Regions from separate parts of the Hordeum vulgare genome. Here region 2 is linked to region 1. Evidence: chromatin contacts called from public HiChIP or PLAC-seq data. All regions are on one chromosome and are shown on one strand. Each heading gives the region's core, a stretch centred on a gene start, on an enhancer-like site or on the middle of the called end of the contact. The rest is flanking DNA. Distances are from core to core; before and after follow the strand shown.

The links. HiChIP or PLAC-seq counts read pairs in DNA pulled down with a chosen protein or histone mark.
Region 2: an H3K4me3 HiChIP or PLAC-seq map of embryo shows a contact between it and region 1, with 7 times the contacts expected there. The contact joins the promoter of LOC123404225 here to the promoter of LOC123401826 in region 1. A contact is called at or near these places in 1 of 6 Hi-C or Micro-C datasets (seedling) and 1 of 1 datasets of contacts at active chromatin or transcription factors (embryo).

Annotation. Positions count from the first base shown.
Region 1 is chr6H:533,709,855-533,712,929 of MorexV3_pseudomolecules_assembly, forward strand. It overlaps LOC123401826 (amino acid transporter AVT1A), which reads right to left and starts at 1,456. Exons shown (of 12, transcript XM_045095680.1): 1 at 1,123-1,456; 2 at 92-354. The coding sequence starts at 1,331.
Region 2 is chr6H:533,895,807-533,898,881 of MorexV3_pseudomolecules_assembly, forward strand. It overlaps LOC123404225 (equilibrative nucleotide transporter 1), which reads left to right and starts at 1,677. Exons shown (of 2, transcript XM_045098138.1): 1 at 1,677-2,293; 2 at 2,679-3,075. The coding sequence starts at 1,759.

The DNA of each region.
Region 1 (3,075 bases), core at 206-2,705:
AGAAAAGAAACAGGTTGATCAAGATCAACTGCGTTCGACCGTAAGGAAGTTACTGAACATCCCCTGTTCCACATTTCGATATTTGTAGTACCATTGAAGACCGTCTGTGTTACACTGCACCCTTGACCGACGTAGATCTCTCCAGTATACTGGAATGAGAGCTTCTCATCTCTAACTGAACCAAGAAGGTGTCGCCGCAGGCTCTTGACAGATTCTAGCCTATCCGAGATGAAAGGCAACTTGAGGTCAGAAGCCACGCCACTGCGGCCACCATCGATAGAGTATTTGCTCGTGGAAGGACCAAGGTAACCGAAGATGGGAGACGCAGCAATTGTGTAGGTGTCAGTTGTTTCCCTGCAAAATAAACACCACGTCGTGATCATGCCGTCTGTATCTGTACACAAACAGGAAACTTCCTATCTGTAGTTCTGTACACAAAAAGGAAAATTGCAATCTGTACAAAAAAGGAAAGCTGCTGGCATTCTTGAGTACGGCCAGCTACTGAGATATGCGAGCAGAGGCATCCATTAATGATGTTTTATTTCTTGTTACACCAATCAGTGCAAAAACGGTAGCCATTGATAAGGCAAAATAATACTCCAGGTGTACAGATAGTGTCAACATTGACAAAGCAAAATAATGGAGTAGTAGTACGTAGTACTTATGACATATACTAGTACTAATATATAGTAGGAGTAGTAGGTGTGCAGGTAGTGTCAACATTGAACATTGCACTTTAATGATGCTATAGTATTTATATAAAATTACATCATTGTGGTTCTGAATTTGTGATGCTAGGAGAAGACAGAAAAAACATTTTCTAGTGGCCACCCCTTTTTGCGGTCATCATTGTCAATGGTTTCAGTCAACCTTGGTCATCTGATCGAACAGATCAGACCACTTCCCAAGTGTCAGTGAACTATAGGCCGCTCCGAGGTTGGATCAGGACATCAGCTGGTCTCTCAAAAACCGATTTGGTTAATGACTTCGGTGATTGGGAATGGCCGAAATTGGCAGAGCAGACAACACCGCGACTCGAACAGTTAACCACTGATGACAGCGCAGCAGAGTGTACTACGAAGCCTGCGAGATGAGGCGACGGAGCGGGGAGAGAGTGCGTACCGGTAACTCTGCGGCCACTGGCGCGACTCGAAGGAGCCGACCCCATCGCCGTCCTCGCCCCGCTCCTCCTCCTCCTCCTCCTCCTCGCCGTCATCGTCGTCGGAGTCGCGGAAGCTGTCGCGGGGGCTCTCCTCGATGTCGCCGTCGTCCAGCAGCATCTCGTCCTCCTCCTCCTTCCGGTGCCTCCCCGCCGCCGCCGCCGCCGCCATCCCGCCGCGCGGCACCACAAGTGGCGGAAATGCCGGGTTGCGTGGCGGGTTTGAGTAGGAGGGGACCAGACGCGACGCTTCCAGAGGGGATGGATGGTAGGGGAGGGAGGAAGGTAAATTATTGGGCGCGGTTTTTGGACGAGGAGCGGGGATGAAATAGGAGAAGGAGATGTGCGCGCGCGCGCCGCGACAAGCCGGCGTGAGCTGCGCTTGCTTGCGGGAGCCGGCACGCGGCCGCCGTGTAGCCGCTGTCGCTGACGTGTGGGCCGCGGTGCCACGTGTGTGGGGAGGAGTGGTGGGGGTGGGGGAAGTTGGTGACTGTGTTCTTTCGTCGACTGGACGGGCTCTGTCACCTGCGTGGCGGTGAAACCGGGCATGTTCGGGAACGCGTGCGCTGGCGCTGGCGCCGCGCGTGGTGCACGTCTCGTCCCTCTCTGACCGGTGGGGCCGTGATAATGACCAGTACAGCACACGTACGTCGGTGCACTGCCTGTCACGTGCATGAGCATGACTAGGCCTTTGCTCAACTTTCAACTTGGGATGGAAAAACGCACGAAAACTACTCCAAATCTATTTTTCTTTTTTGAATAAAAGGGTCCCATGTTCCACTTTTTTTATTAATGAAGCAAAGAACAGACAAGGTTCAGCGAGTATCTCCACTTCAGCATCTAACAAACTGTAAAGAATAAAAGAAAAGAAGAAGAGCAAATGATGGAACGATTGCTTTCATTGATGAATTTGTGGATATATATACCCTAGTACAAAGACGGTTACAAAGGAGCGGTTACCAAAAGTGGAACCTACATAAGCAGGGATTAACCCTTTAATTAACATAATTAATTAATTCCTAACACTCCCCTAATCAATGCTTCTCTATCAATATATATCATCTTGATAAAGACTTCTCTTTGTATGCGCCTTTGAGAATGTTCATCATCTTCATCTTGTGAAAGCCTTTGTATAATCTTGAGTCTTCCCCAAAAACCCTGTGGGAAAAATATGAGGAGAATATTGTAGATATGTTGCTAAAACTCCTTTAAACCCTGTGGGAAAAATAAGGAGAAAATGATACAACATATAATGATTATTGTCTCCTGATAACTCATTTTAGAAAAACTTTTCAAGAAGGAGAAAACTCATCAATAAGTTTAGAGAACAATTAATATGTCTTGAGTACTTTCTTTAAAAACCCCGATAGGGAAAATAGAAAGTATGACATATGATCTTTGAGAAGATATTGCCTCACTAAAAACCATTATGAGAAACTATGAGAGAATACTCATAAGGAAAAAGAGTGCAATCATACATGCCACTGAAAACTCCTTTAAAACCCAATGGGAAAAATACAAAGAGAAAATGATATGGCATATAAAGACACTTGTGTTTATATTATCTCGTTAAAAACCTTTTATGAGAAACCATTATGGAAAAACTCATCAAGGGAAAAAGAGTACAATATATGCAATCTGATGATTGTTAATAGGTTATAGTTTGGGAGATTACTCCCCCTGAACTTTGCAAATATGGAGGATGTCGCATACCATTACCATTGATATGAACATGAGATTGTGTATAATCTGTTGGATTATAACAATATTTTGTTTGCAAATTATTTCCTCAATTTTCTATAATCCGTGAGGATAAGTAATTTCCGAGCAATGTGATTTATGATATTGCTCTTCGTATAACCTATAGGTATTGAGTAACACAAGTGGAAGTATCTTGATAAATCAAGTTATGTGAT
Region 2 (3,075 bases), core at 427-2,926, 190 kb after region 1:
TCACCGATCCAATGCCTACGAGTCTTTTACTACTGGTCCTTGCTACGTTACTTTGCCGCTACTACTGTCACTGCTGCTACTGTTACTCTGTTGCTACTGCTGTCACTTTGCTGCTACTGGTTACTGTTGCTACTGCTGCTATCATACTACCTTGCTACTGATACTTTGCTGCTACTGTTTTCACTTTGCTGCTACTGGTTACTATTGCTACTGCTGCTATCATACTACCTTGCTACTAATACTTTGCTGTAGACACTAAATCTTTCAGGTGTGGTTGAATTAACAACTCAGCTGCTAATACTTGAGAATATTCTTTCGCTTCCCCTTGAGTTGAATCAATAAATTTGGGTTGAATACTCTACCCTCGAAAACTGTTGCGATCCCCTATACTTGGGTTATCAGCGATGGAAAGGGCCTATGGTTGGATAACTAACTCTTGATGTGGGGCGTGTTCCGGTCAAAATGCAACTTGCACACATCCCCTGCATCTATACATTGTAAGCACATCTGAACGGTCGTATTCTAGAGTACATGTTAAGATCAGAATGATCTCAATCAAAAATATATGGTTGTAAGAATCAAGTCCTTGTACCCATGCCTATTTTTATTATAAATGTTTTATGTTGCAAATTGATGACGACCCAGTCTAAAAACTGGAATTTAATACTCTCACGAAAGCTTGGTAGAAACCCTTGTGACAAGTGCACGTTCTCTCGTGGGTTTGATAAATCAAGGTCACTCCTTGGAGAAAGAAGTTGAGAACATTTCTTCCATCCCTTACCGGATCACCAAAGGGACTCATCGTGTGCCCGTCTCAACACGGACCTCACAGTCCACACCACCAACATCTGATGATGTCGGAGCATGACCGTTCTCTGAAGGAGGTTGTAAAGGGATGCTCATTGCAGGACGCTCGCCGTGCGTCCTTGTAGATGGTCGTAGTAGGAAGGAGGGATGGGAGAGTTGCAACACGGCGGGAGAGAGGTTGGGCCGAGCATGGCAACAAAAATGGCAAACACAAAGAGATTGGGGTGGGATCTGCGAGCGAGCAAGGCGGGCTACCAAACGCTCGACCAGTCGACCGTATACAATCGTTTACCAATTCTTTTAATGCATTCGGGAAAGGAGGGCTCGGGAATCAATTACGGCTTTGCGTTTGCTATTTTATGAAAACCAACGTGAGTGAGAAGGTAAAAAAAATGACGGATGCGTGTTCGAGCATGGGAGTGGGTTGACGAAGGTCTTAGGCAGGAAAAGGAACTTTATTTATAATTAAAAAAGTAGAGATTTTTGTATTGATTCTTGTATAGCCAATGTTAAAGCAAGGTTATGAAATTCCCCACACACATAAAATGCAACGTTATGAAATCGATTATTTTACAAAGAGGGATAGACTGTTCCGCACGGAGACTCGTCTAGTCGCTATTTAAAAGGAAGGCGCGTATTTTAGTTTCCATAGCTGATAGCGTGACACCACATGGGCAGATAAAGCAAAGACAAAAAAATCAAGCAAAGAATCACAGTCGGCCCAGGGCCGTCAGTGACACAAATAAAGAATGCGGCATGTGCATCGTTGTTAAAAGTCGCATAGCGTAGCGTAGGGGCGCGAACCTCCTCAACTCTCGCTCCACACGAAAGCCCACAAAGCCGAAACTCTCTCTCGAGAGAGAGAGACAGCAGCCCAGGAAAACAAGTCGCCCGTCCAGATCCCCCCAAGTCCACCCATCCGAGATCCCAAATCCCACCCGGACCGAAGCCATGGCCGGCGGCGACGAGGAGGCCACGACGGCGCTGCTGCTGCCGCCGCCGGCGGGGTCGGCGGAGGCGGAGCGCCCGCCTCCCCCGCCGCCCGACCGGCTCGGGGCCGGCTACCTCATCTTCTTCACGCTCGGCGCCGGGTTCCTGCTCCCCTGGAACGCCTACATCACCGCCGTCGACTACTTCTCCTACCTCTACCCGGGCGCGCCCGTCGACCGCGTCTTCTCCGTCTCCTACATGCTCTCCTGCCTCCTCCCGCTGCTCCTCATCGTGCTCGTCTTCCCCAAGTCCAGCGCCCCCGCCCGCATCAACACCGGCCTCACCCTCTTCACGCTCGCGCTCCTCGTCGTGCCCGTCATGGACGCCGTCTACGTCAAGGGCACGCCCCGCCTCTACGGCGCCTTCGACGTCACCGTCGCCGCCACCGTCATGTGCGGCGTCGCCGACGCGCTCGTGCAGGGCGGCGTCATCGGCTTCGCCGGGGAGCTCCCCGAGCGCTACATGCAGGCCGTCGTCGCCGGAACTGCCGCTTCAGGTGCCTCCTGTCTGTTTCTTTCTTTTGGCACTTTAGTTTCTGCCCAGTCGTGTTCTGTAGCACTTCTCTGAATTGCCCCTAGGAAGTAGGAACTGGTCTGGGCGTTCGTTCAGAAATCAGGCACCAGATTGACATATCCAGCTGACAAGAGTTTGAGAGTAGAAACTGTAAAATCTCTTAGATTAGAACCAAAGAAGCGTTTTCAATTTTCAGTGGAGCATATACAGGTTGTTCTTCACCGACTTTAGAACTTGCAAGGACCAGACGAATCTACTTACTTGATAGTACATTCTTTATCAAAGTTAGGATGCATATAGGATTTATGTGAGTGATCGGTCGATGCTAATGCTAGTGCATTGTCTTCATGATGATTTGTGTTCCACAGGTGTACTTGTCTCGGCACTTCGAGTGATCACAAAAGCGAGCTTCCCTCAGGACGCCCCTGGGCTAAGGCAAAGCGCAATCCTGTACTTCATGGTTGGCATGGTGGTCATGATTATCTGCATAGTGTGCTACAACGTGGCGCGCAGGCTTCCCGTCGTGGTGTACTACAAGAACATCAAGCAGAGGTCTCAGAAGGCGGAGGTGGGCGGCGGCATGACAGGGCCTGCCTGGAGGTCAACCCTGTGGAGCATCGTCGGGAGAGTGAAGTGGTACGGTATAGGAGTCGTTCTCATCTACGCGGTCACCCTCTCCATATTCCCGGGATACATCACCGAGGACGTGCACTCGGAGACGCTCAAGGACTGGTACCCCATCATGCTCATCAGCGCCTACAACGT